Regions from separate parts of the Mus musculus genome. Here all the other regions are linked to region 3. A link is a contact called in public HiChIP or PLAC-seq data. All regions are on one chromosome and are shown on one strand. The core of a region is the stretch at or near the end of the contact, and the rest is flanking DNA. Distances in the headings are between cores, read along the strand shown. Region 1 overlaps Gm39592 (a long non-coding RNA gene). Region 2 has its middle 31 kb from the start of Gm39592. Region 3 overlaps Sulf1 (sulfatase 1).

Region 1 (3,506 bases), core at 25-2,524, 350 kb before region 3:
AAGACCCTAATAACTGGGAGAAGGGTGATTGGAAAGCAGGTAAGAGCAGTGACTGATCTTCCAGAGGACTGGAGTTCAATGTGGAGGGTCCAGGACCCAGTACCTACATATTACCTCACAACTGTCTGTAATCCTAGTTCCAGGGATCCAACATTCTTCTTTTAGCTTCAGTGGGTACCAGACACACATAATGCACAGACAACATGCAGGCAAAATACACATATGCATAAAACAATCTTAAAACGATTTAAAAAGCAGCGTGTGACCTGAAGTGATGGCTCTGTGCAAGAGACGTTCTTGCAGAGGATCCAGGTCAGTTCTTAGCACCCACATTATCACTGATAACCTCAAATCAAATCTCTTTCCTGAGCTTTGGAAACCCTGCTGAACACTTCTCCTGTGTAACTACTGTGTGACGTGTAGACATTTCATTGTTCTCCTTCTGAAAGGGTTAAAATTTAGTCACCTCCCCCTTTAAGTCTTTTTTGTTGTAGTTGCCCTACTGGGGCTTGACTAAAGCCAGAGCTGATCTCAGGCTGGGCCCTCTTTCTGCTTTTGACTCGCTCTGCAGCCTAGATTGCTTCTGACTTGCTATCCTCCTTGCTCCAGCACCCGGAGGGGGTGGAATTACAGGCCTGTACTGCCAGAACCAACTTCTCATATCTTCCAGCTGCATCAATGCTGTGTAAAGTGGAGTCGGGGATCCTGTGACTTGTCACCCACCTCCTTCTTAGTCAACCTTCATCTGTCCATTTGCCCTCTTGAATCTTTCTGTCTCTCTAATCAGCTCTCACAAGTTTCCATTTTTTTCTTATTTCACTCTCAGTTCCACAGTATGGCTGTCACTGCTAGCTGTTCGCTTTATCTCTAGTTTTGTATCCTTTCAACCTGTCTTTCCGCTGCAGGCTGAGGCAAATCCTACAGGTGGGCGGGCGGGCAGTGGTAACTTAATCCCAGCCAGTGGGAGGTGGAAGCAGGATATTTCTGAGTTTGAAGCCATCCTCATCTACACAGCAAGTTCCAGGACAGCCAGAATAACAGAGCTCTGCTCTCAGCTCCCAACACCCGACATCCCCAAGAGCCTTCCTAGTGAGATCCTATCTCAAAAAATATAAAATAAAATAAAAAAGCTGGGTGTGATGACACACATCTTTAAAGCTGCGGCAGATGCATCTCAGTGAGTTTGAGCCCAGCCTGGTCTATATATTGACTTCCAGGCCAGACAGAATTACATAGACAGACCCTATCTCATACAAAAACAAAGAAAGAAAGAAAATCCCAGTCCCTTCAAAAAATAGAACAAGTGTTGTGAATACCAGAGTCCCTCACCTGAGGATAGCTCCCTATTGATAGTTTGTTGTTTTGTTTTTTGCTTTTGTTTTCTGTTTGCTTGTTTGTTTGTTTTGAGACAAAGTTTCATCTATATCCCAGACTGGCTTAAGACTCTATTGATCTTCTAACGCCAGCCTCTGTGGTGCTGGGATTACAGGCCTGCCCCACCATGCCTCAAATACATTTCCTTGAGTGGGCAGAAAGGGATGACCTACACTGCAGGAAGCAAGACAATGGGCTGCAGGGTGCACACAGTTAGGATGTGTACAGGTTAATCCCAGAGAAGGGAGGAGAAAGACCATCTGCCAAATTAATTAAAGCAAGCTTTTTTTACTCGGGTACACAGGGTGCTTTCTCCCTAAGGTGGGTTTTGAGAAGTTAGCATTGGATGTGAGGAAGACAAGATTTTTATAGCTCAGGGGTAGGAGGTTTCCAAATAGGGGCGGGGGGGGGGGGGGCAGGCAAAATAGGCAGGGTTACAGGAGCAGAGCATCAGCATAACAAGTTAGTCTGCCCTGAAACAAAGACACGCTCGCCATTCCCGGAACAGGCAGGCCGGAATCCTCGGGAGTTCTGGTTACAGGTGGGGCATAGCCCAGATCAATCATAAACACGAATGAGCCTAATTTGCCTTTACTATAAGATGGCTTTCAAGAGTTAGAGGCCAGCCTGGTCTACAGAGTGAGTTCCAGGGCTACACAGAGAAACCCTGTCTCAGAAAAAAAGAAAAAAAAAAAAAAAAAAAAAAAGATGGCTTTTATGTAAAAAATGGAGGCAGGCTTGTTCTTCACACACAAGACTTATCTTTCTAATATATTCATTTATTCACACAAACATTCTTTATAATATCATACTAACATAAGAGTTAAACAGACATGTCTCCCATCTTAGAACAGTGGTTTGGGCAGAAATGCAGCGCAGGGTTCCACGAGGGGGGATCGTCTCTGGTAAGCACGCTTCTCAAGGTTGTAGGCTCGACCCATGTCTTCTCTAAAGTCCTTTAGCTGTGGCAGGCTGAGAAGATGGCACTGAGGGGGTCCCTGTGTGAGCCCAACTACAGTGGCATAAAAGCCCAGGGTCTTGCAGAGTCTCAAGTCCTCTTGTATCAACACAGAGGGGAGTGAAGCTGTGTCTTGGGAGCACAGCCCTGTGATCCTAGAGACAATTCCCAAAGTTCTAAATTTTGTATCATTTCATCGGACAAGTTTATGTATCCAGCATCATTTAGTGTGGGGTAAGTTTATATCAAAACCTGTTCTAGGTTAGGCTCTATCTGAGCTTGTTTGAGTCCTAGCTCTTATCAAAAACTGCCCGGTGGCAGGCCTCAGGTATCATATTATTCCAAATCACAAAAAAAAAAAAAAAAAGAAAGAAAGAAAGAAAGAAAAGAAAGAAAGAAAGAAAGAAAGAAGAGAAGAGAAGAGAAGAGAAGAGAAGAGAAAAGAAAAGAAAAGAAAAGAAAAGAAAAGAAAAGAAAAGAAAAGAAAAAGGGAGGGGGGAGGGAAGGGAAGGAAAGGAAAGGAAAGAAAAAAGTTTCTAAGATAGGTTCCTAACTGTCTGCCAGAGTGGTGGGTAGCCATGCTGGGTAGCCATGCTGGGTAGCTGTGAGGGCGCCCAGATGTGTGAACTCAGAGGGAGTCCCAGACAAAACAGAGACTGCCAGGGAGAGAGAGTACTTCAACAAGGAGTCCTCAGGGTGCTGCTTCCACAGGCTCCTTCGCTGATTGGAAAACAATGATGAAGGAGCAGTCCTGGCAAGCATGGGGGCGGGTCGGGGGTGGCTATGGAGACCCTGTAAGACTCTCCAAGGCCTGCAGCGGGCAGCTTTAACGTTCATGTTTCCTTTCCTCTGAATGGTCAAATTGCTTCCTTAACTAGCAGGCATATTTTGTTTTCAGCACATGTATGAGACTCCCTAAAACAGGGAGATGCTCTAGAAAATACAATTGGAGATACCCATTTATAATAATTTCTGTGTAAAACAAAAACCTTTAGTATTTCTCTTATTTTTGTGATTATAATATAAATACAGCACTTTTCCCTTCCCATTCCTTCCTCAAAACACTTGCATAGCGTTCTCCTTGTTCTATCAAATTCATGGCTCTTTTTTTGTTGTTGTTGTTATTGTTTTTTTTTTTCCATTTTTTATTAGGTATTTAGCTCATTTACATTTC
Region 2 (3,628 bases), core at 300-2,799, 330 kb before region 3:
TGCCCGGCTCATGGGGGATCTCTGAAGCTACCCCTAAAGCTGGTTGGCTGCTAAAATCCTTGGCAACTCAAGCCTTTATATGAAGTGGCATGTTTGCATGCTACTAATTTACATCCTCCTACATATGTTAGCGTTTCTCTATATTTATAGTGTTCAATAAAATATAAACAATAAAATATAAATGTGACTATTTAAAAAAAATTGAAAGAAAGAAAGGAAGGGAGGGAGGGAGGGGACGAGGAGTAAAGGAAGCAGGAGCATCATTGATTAGGATGCAGGAATTTTGTAGAGTGCACAAGAACTGAACTTCTCCAAACACAGACATTAAAAGGCCTGAGGTAGAGGGCACTTACATGCCTAAGCAGATAGATGGAGAGAGAAGAAGAGAAGCAGGAAAGATGGAGCAAAGAAGAGGTAAGGAGGGGGGAGACAGACAGACAGACTCAGAGACACAGAAATTAATTGAGAATCATGATCTTTGTTTGAATCTTGAGCTTATGCCAAGTTTCCCCAGGAATTCTCTGTGGACTAATAAAAATGTTTATCTTATAACCACTGTATTAAACTGCATTGGTTTAAGAATAAAATCTGATGTTAGATTTTGGCATTCAATAGACTCTGTCAGTTAATCATTTCTTTAAAGGAGAAATCACTGCGCACAAATGCCCCCTGTCTCCTTTGTGGTCTTATCAATCCATTCATTGACTTCTGTGTCATGGAAAAGGGTCAGGCGAGCTTTCGGGAGTATATAGACCCACTTAGCTAATAACACACACATCAAGCTTTAGGAAAGACCCGGCCTACGCCCGGAGAACTAGCAAACCTAATTAGTTGGTGTTAAAATACCTGTAGTTTCTGAGCAAAGATTAGCATTAGATTAGCAGGTTGGAGTCTGAGGGAGGGGGTAAGTTTTGAAACCCTCCAGGGGTTTTCCGAGGTCTTTGCCTAATTGTACTTGCCTGAAGGTGCTGCGGGACCCTGGGGACGAGCTCTCTGTGCTCTTGGAGATCTACTTAGCTTAAAATGAAGCACTCAGCCCACCTTTGGAACAAAGAAAAGCACCACTTTGTAACTGTTCCATCCCTATTGTCTGCTTGCAAATTCACTCCCCCCTGCCCCCCCCTCGAAAGATAGAATACATGACTAAAAAGTTTTTTGTTAAGTAAATTTGCAAATTACTTAACAAAAAACTTAACTGTATGTCGGGGGAGAAGTTTGGGGTTTTGTTTGCTTGTTGTTTTTAGATTTTCGTACTTTTTGTTTGTTCTTTTTTTTTTTTTTTTTTTTTTTTTTTTTAAAGATTGAGTGCAGCAAGGTAGCATAGTAGAACTCACCTTATCTGGAAAAAGAAGCCATTAAAACATTTTAAATTTACTAGCCATTCAGTAGCAGACTAATCAAGGGGGAAAATACAGAAGCATTTGTGGGGTTGTTAATGCTAGTAAGTAGAGATGGAAATTACTACCGTCTTTAATTTGTAGAGATAAAACTGCCCAAGGATGGGCTGGCAAGTCTCTCCTCCACAACTGAGCACATATATGTTGTCTTGTTAGTTACGGAGCCCAGAGGATGCAGGAGATCATGAGTCTGAATACAGCAGAATCTCCACACAGTAACTCTGTTAGCTTGCTTGCTTGCTTGGTTAGCTTCTCAAGACAGAGTCTCATTATATAGGTTGCACACCAGGCTGACCTTGAACTCACAGAGATCCACCTGCCATTGCCTCCCTTGTGCTGGAATCGAAGGCCAGCTCCACTGCTGCCCTGTGGGCCTTGTTTGTTTGTTTTTAATTGGTTCTGTTTTCTTTTGGGTGTTTTGTTTGTCTGTTTTTCAGGCAAGTCCTTCCTCTACCCTGCTGGCCTTGAACCTGCTACAATTCAGGCTTGTGTTACTTCTTCCAGGTTAATGCAGTGCTGGGGCTAAACCCTATGGTGACTGCTGTGTCCCTGGAGTTAAAGACCCATTCCTATGGGACTCATTTTTCTTACTTCTTGGCTATGTTTGGACTGTGTCAAAAATAGTCTGTCATTCATAACTTATTTTGATTTTTTTTTTTTTTTTTTGTATAAAGAGGTGAGATGAAGCATCAAATAACATCAACCTTGCAAGGCAGATTGCAAGCTCTACTTCAGCCTGTTGCTCCCTTGATCTTCATCCCTAGGATTAGGGGCTGGTGGTTCTACAGGACACATTTCAAAGACTCCTGGCTGTCTGCTGGGTGTTGTTTAGAGGGCAAGTGTGAAAAGTATCCTTTGACATTCCTATTTTAGCTCTGTGCTCTCATCTTGGGCCTGTCATTCTATCAGTGAGTGTGAGACTTTAGGGGAGCTTCCCAATTAGGAAGCTTCATGGTCACCTCTGTGGAGCAGAGAGATGGCTGGGAGAAACAAAGTAGACTGAAGAGACTGAGAAAAAATAGCCAGCTGTGCCTATTGTGCTAAATGGGGCTGTGCATTATTACGGAGATGTAGTAGATCATATATATATATATATATATATATTTGTTATATGTAAGTACACTGTAGCTGTCTTCAGACACTCCAGAAGATGGCGTCAGATTTCATTACAAATGGTTGTGAGCCACCATGTGGTTTGAACTCAGGACCTTTGGAAGAGCAGTCAGCACTCCTAACCGCTGAGCCATCTCACCAGCCCCGTAGTAGATCTTCTATATGAAAGCTACATCTCAGTATTAAAGAACTTCTGGGACCTTGGAGGCTCTTTTTCAACAGAGAGGATACCGTCAGCCTTTAGAAAAGAAACTACCCAAGATCCCATGCTATGGCAGCTCTGGGGTGGGCTGGCAGGTCTATCTGGCTCCGTTGCTGGTCACATGCTTGCTGTGTGATCACATGATCCACAGCCCTTTCCTCTGTCTGTCATACCTCAATGAATCTCTCATCCCCCATGACCCTCAGGGTGGGCGAGGAGTTAGGAAACTGGGAGAAGAGGCCTGATTGTCAAAGAGGCCACTGAAAACTTTCAAATGCTGTGTGTGTGTGTCTGTGTATTTGAGACAGGGTCAAATGTGAGCTTACCTGGTCCCCAAAGTGAGGGACAACTAATGAGAATAAATACCTTTAGTTGTACCTTTGTGGCCTAAGGTTAACAAAAGCTAAAAGGTGAACAGGTTTAACAAGTGTGGTTATCTGTCTCCTGTTCCAAGCAACAACTTGAGTCCTGGGCCACACTGTAGAGTCTTCAGCTAGCTGACTGCTGGGGTAAACTGTGGTGCAAGGCAGTTAGTTCTTCCTTGATTAGCTCGGCCGTCCTGCAGCCTAACTCGACAAAAGTCTCAAGGAACACAGATTAGGGGCATCTACGGCTTGTTCTTCTTCACTCTGGTCTCTACTCTTTCTCTGGCAGGTAAGAATTCTGCCAGTGACACCCCCAACCCCTGCCGTGTACAGGGGTCATTCTTAGAGAGGGTGGCCCTAACCTTACCGACCAACAGAAGTGATTCCCCAGTCCAGGAGAAGCCCCTTTCCTTGGCTGTCCTGGGCCTGTGGTAATGTCTGCTGCTAACACTGTGAGTACTTGGCACAGCTGCTAAGGGGAAGGGTTGCTTATTGGCCTTCCTCCTCAGATGACTGACTGTACTTTTGTAAACTGTGCACATGCACATGAG
Region 3 (3,955 bases), core at 240-2,739:
ATGGCCTATGGGTCATGTATTGGCCTGCGGTGACTCTGATACCATTTCCGGACACTACTGTGACACTACTGTGCACAGTCTCTCTGTGGTTCTCATATTGCATCAGACTACTTATAGTGGTCTTTTTTTTTACTTTTTTATTTTTTTGGTTTTTCGAGACAGGGTTTCTCTGTGTAGCCCTGGCCGTCCTGGAACTCACTTTGTAGACCAGGCTGGCCTCGAACTCAGAAATCCGCCTGCCTCTGCCTCCCGAGTGCTGGGATTAAAGGCGTGCGCCACCACGCCCGGCTTTTTTTTTTTTTTTACTTTTTTATTTTTTTGGTTTATAGTGGTCTTTTTATGTTAGTTTTTTCCTCGATGGAATGCTTTCTTTCTTAAAGATTATTTTTATTATTCTTAATTATGCATATGTATTGGGGACACATATGCATGTGAACACAGATACCCTGGGGCTAAAGTCATAAGTAGTTGTCAGTGCCAACAGGGGTGCTGGGAACTGAACTTGTGGGTATCCTTAACCACTGAGCCATCCCTCCATTTCCTGGTGTTCTATAAGATTCCCAGCTTCGACTTCTCTATGTCCTTCAAATTTAAACCTTTTCTCAGCAAACCTTCCTTTTTAGCATTGCAATGTACCTGATTGCTCATTTTGCTCTCTGTTCTAATAGACTATATAGACTTGGTAGAAATGAGTAGATTATCTTCCTCCTCTTACTAGAACATGATATACACAGAGTTCCAGGTCTCTAAATATTTTACTCGCTGATACATTTCAAATTCTTAGAATGAGGCTTGGCATATTCTATAGTTTGATTATTTTTTGTTTTTTATTTGTTTGTTTTGTATTTTATAGTGTGTCTTATTATGTAGCTCAGGCTCACATTTGAATTTGTGAGCCTTCTGCACTGGCCTCTTGAAGGCTGAAATTATGGGCACATGGCATCCTGATTGGTTTCATAGTTTGATTCTTAGATGTGCCCCAAAGGTTTTTCTCTGAAGGTTTTGTTGATCAACTCTGGTGTACCCAGGAAGTAGTGAAACCTTTAGGCAGGAAGTCTAATGGAAGACAGAGCATTTGGGGCCTGCCTTCGAAGGGAATATCGACATCCCTGTCTCATCCATGAAGTGAGCAGTCTTCTCTGCCACACACTTCGGTCTTTTGTCCTCTCCTGACACAGTGCAAACAAAGTGTTTTCCTGAGTTGATCTGCTCAGGTGTTGTCACAATGACAGGCATTTAAAACACACCTGGCCTGTAGGAATGCTTGGTGAATATTGGTTGCATTGATGAATGTTTAAGTAAAGGAAGAAACAAAGCAAAAAAGAAAAAGAATTAAATAGGTCTCCAAGCTATTTACTTGAAAATCCTTTTGTTGAGACATCAAAAGAAATTCCTTCCTCAAATACTTTGCCTGACACCAGAGCCTCTATAACCCAGCCTGTCTGGTTTCCCAATTAGAGTGAACAAATGCCAAGTGGCTGAAAAATTCTCCCCCACATTACACTACGAGGTGTCAGTCCACCTCACCCTTTAGGAATGGCTATGCACACTCTGGGGACATTACAATGGCAGCTTTTCAAAGGTGGAACTAGCTGAGTGGCATTTGAGGATCTGATACAAAATCCCAACCTCCAGCAGGTTTATCTAAAGGCTTGGCCAAGGTTCCCGGAAGCCTGGCCCACCCTGAAAGAGAACCCGGGCTGGTAGACCTTTTCAAATGGAAACTATGCAAAATGCAGTGGCTTCCTGTGCTTTCACCCCCAAACCAGGTGGAACCTGAGGCTTTAGCAAAGGCGTCCTTTTAAATTCTTAACTGGGCAATGTAAACCAAGGGGAGAATGTTTGGGAAAAAAAAAAAAAACAATCAAAAAACAAAGTGAAACTAAACCCATAGTTTTCAACAGTTTTCAACAACCAACTTAAAATCTCTGCTCTTTTAACAGAATAGTCACTACATTGCCACAATAACGCACTAGGTTTTTGTTCTACTGTTAAAATTGCTGGGGTCCTCAACCTGCATGCTGAGGTCAAGGTATCATTTCCACATGATGGGTTCTGTAATCAAAGATCTGAGGTAAAGGGTGACTAGCCAAAGCCAACCTGAAGAACAAACCAAGAGACTGGACATCACAGTCAGGGCAGACTTCCTTACCTAATTTACCTAACTTCCTTACTGCTATTAACTTAAAGAGATTAGAAATACAGAAGGAAAAGGGACAGTTGATTTTAAGAATCCCATAGATTAATGGTCTACAACCTGTGGACCCCTGGAATTGCAGATCAGATTTTTACATTATGATTCATAATAGTTGCAACATTACAGTTATGAAGTAGCAACAAAATAATTATAAGTTGGGGGTATTACTGCAGCATGAGGAACTATATTAAAGGGTCACAGCATTAGGAAGGTTGAGAACTACTGTTGTAGATGTAAAGGAAGATTAAATATTAAAAAAGACTGTATAATATTGATAGTAACAATACCATGAGAACCAGATTTAAACTACAAAGTAGCCGGTGTGTGTTTCTGTGTTATACAGTTGGAATACTTCTGAATTTTAGGAACCCTTTAGGACTGGACTGAAGCTATGCTAGGTAAAATGTGTAGCCAATGTAGAGATTTTTTTTTTTTTTTTACTGTTGCTCTCATGTGCAAGAGGAATATTTCTAAAATGAATGAGCCTACATTTATAGTACACATTTATGTAGAGATTTTTAACATCGACAATTTTTAAGAGACTTCTATAAGTCTTACATTTTTCATTTATGAATATTATTTCACATTATATCCCTTTTCAAGATATTGAATTAAGATGTTAGAGGGGCTGGAGTGATGCCTCAGGCAGGGGTTAAGACCATTGGCTGCTCTTCCAGAGGACCTGGGTTCAGTTCTCTGCACCCCTTAGTTCCAGGACATCTGATGCCCTATTCTGGCCTTCAGGGACACAAGACATACATGTGGTACATATGCATACATGCAGGCAAACACTCATACATACAAAATAAAATCAAATGAATCCTTAAAGAAAAGATTTTAGGAAAAAACTCTGAAAATGAAAACGGAGAACATTTCCTGTCATTCATGGCAATTTAACTATCTTTCCTTTTGAGTTAACTTTTTGACATAGGAAGGTGCAAGACAGGCAGTCCAAAAGACAATCAAGTTTAAATTTAAAAGCCACCAGAGTACTTGTAAAGGTTCTCGACGTTCTAATCCTGCTGTTCATACAGAAACCCTTGAAGGAAGTCATTCCGTTCCCAGCTTCTTATCATCGTTATCCTATAGACTCTGGAAGGAAGCATGTTGCCTTCTTCCTTTTGGGTACAATCCTAAAGTTGTGCAGGGGACTAAGCTCAGCACAGAACTAGTTCAGCTGCAGCCCTGAGATCTAGCTTATGTGGATCTGGTTTCTCAGTTGATTTCTCCATTGCTGAAAACCGGCAAATGTTACAAAAACACATAGGCATTTATCAGTCTCCTCTAAATGTTCACACTTTAACCAATACAGATATCTTTAACAACAGTTATTCATTTCTTCATTGAATCTTTCCATGTGCTGAAGCCTCAGCCCCCACTGGCAATGCAGATCTCAGTGAGAGCCCATCAGTACCTGTGAGGATCTCAGTGCCCAGTGGGGATGGACAGAAAATGATGGGTCTGGCTGAAGGTTACTTGGTGGACTCAGCAGAGATGTGGGAATGAAAGATGCTGTGTCTGTTGGCCTATAACCCCAGCTACTCAGGTTTTGGAAGCTGGAGTTTCCCAAGCCCAAGTCTAGCCTGAGCCATAGTGAGGCCTTGTCTAGAACCGAGATTTAAAAGGGCTGTAAAAGCTAAAAACGAAGCACAGTGGTGAAGTAGTATGAACATGTGTGAAGCCCTGTCTTCAATTCCTAGCACCCAAGGAAAAGAAGACAGAATGAAAGAAAAGGAAAAAAAAGATTTAGGACTTAAT

Evidence for each region. HiChIP or PLAC-seq counts read pairs in DNA pulled down with a chosen protein or histone mark.
Region 1: a contact with region 3 is called in an H3K27ac HiChIP or PLAC-seq map of embryonic stem cells, with 5 read pairs. The contact joins two enhancer-like sites. A contact is called at or near these places in 1 of 484 Hi-C or Micro-C datasets (embryonic stem cells), 1 of 115 datasets of contacts at active chromatin or transcription factors (embryonic stem cells) and 1 of 9 other capture datasets (embryonic stem cells).
Region 2: an H3K27ac HiChIP or PLAC-seq map of embryonic stem cells shows a contact between it and region 3, with 2.9 times the contacts expected there. The contact joins two enhancer-like sites. A contact is called at or near these places in 2 of 484 Hi-C or Micro-C datasets (both in embryonic stem cells) and 3 of 115 datasets of contacts at active chromatin or transcription factors (all in embryonic stem cells).

Annotation. Positions count from the first base shown.
Region 1 is chr1:13,093,114-13,096,619 of GRCm38.p6, reverse strand. The region is part of intron 2 of Gm39592 (a long non-coding RNA gene); the gene reads left to right. Among named protein-coding and RNA genes, the nearest start is that of Gm39592, 10 kb to the left of the region's middle. Within about 2 kb of position 1,274, at least 8 of the 459 cell types and tissues checked have an H3K27ac peak or open chromatin away from gene starts, as enhancers often do. A contact at or near this core is called in embryonic stem cells, where this site is marked.
Region 2 is chr1:13,072,107-13,075,734 of GRCm38.p6, reverse strand. No RefSeq gene overlaps it. Among named protein-coding and RNA genes, the nearest start is that of Gm39592, 31 kb to the left of the region's middle. Within about 2 kb of position 1,549, at least 13 of the 459 cell types and tissues checked have an H3K27ac peak or open chromatin away from gene starts, as enhancers often do. A contact at or near this core is called in embryonic stem cells, where this site is marked.
Region 3 is chr1:12,742,440-12,746,394 of GRCm38.p6, reverse strand. The region is part of intron 2 of Sulf1 (sulfatase 1); the gene reads right to left. Among named protein-coding and RNA genes, the nearest start is that of Sulf1, 52 kb to the right of the region's middle. Within about 2 kb of position 1,489, at least 39 of the 459 cell types and tissues checked have an H3K27ac peak or open chromatin away from gene starts, as enhancers often do. A contact at or near this core is called in embryonic stem cells, where this site is marked.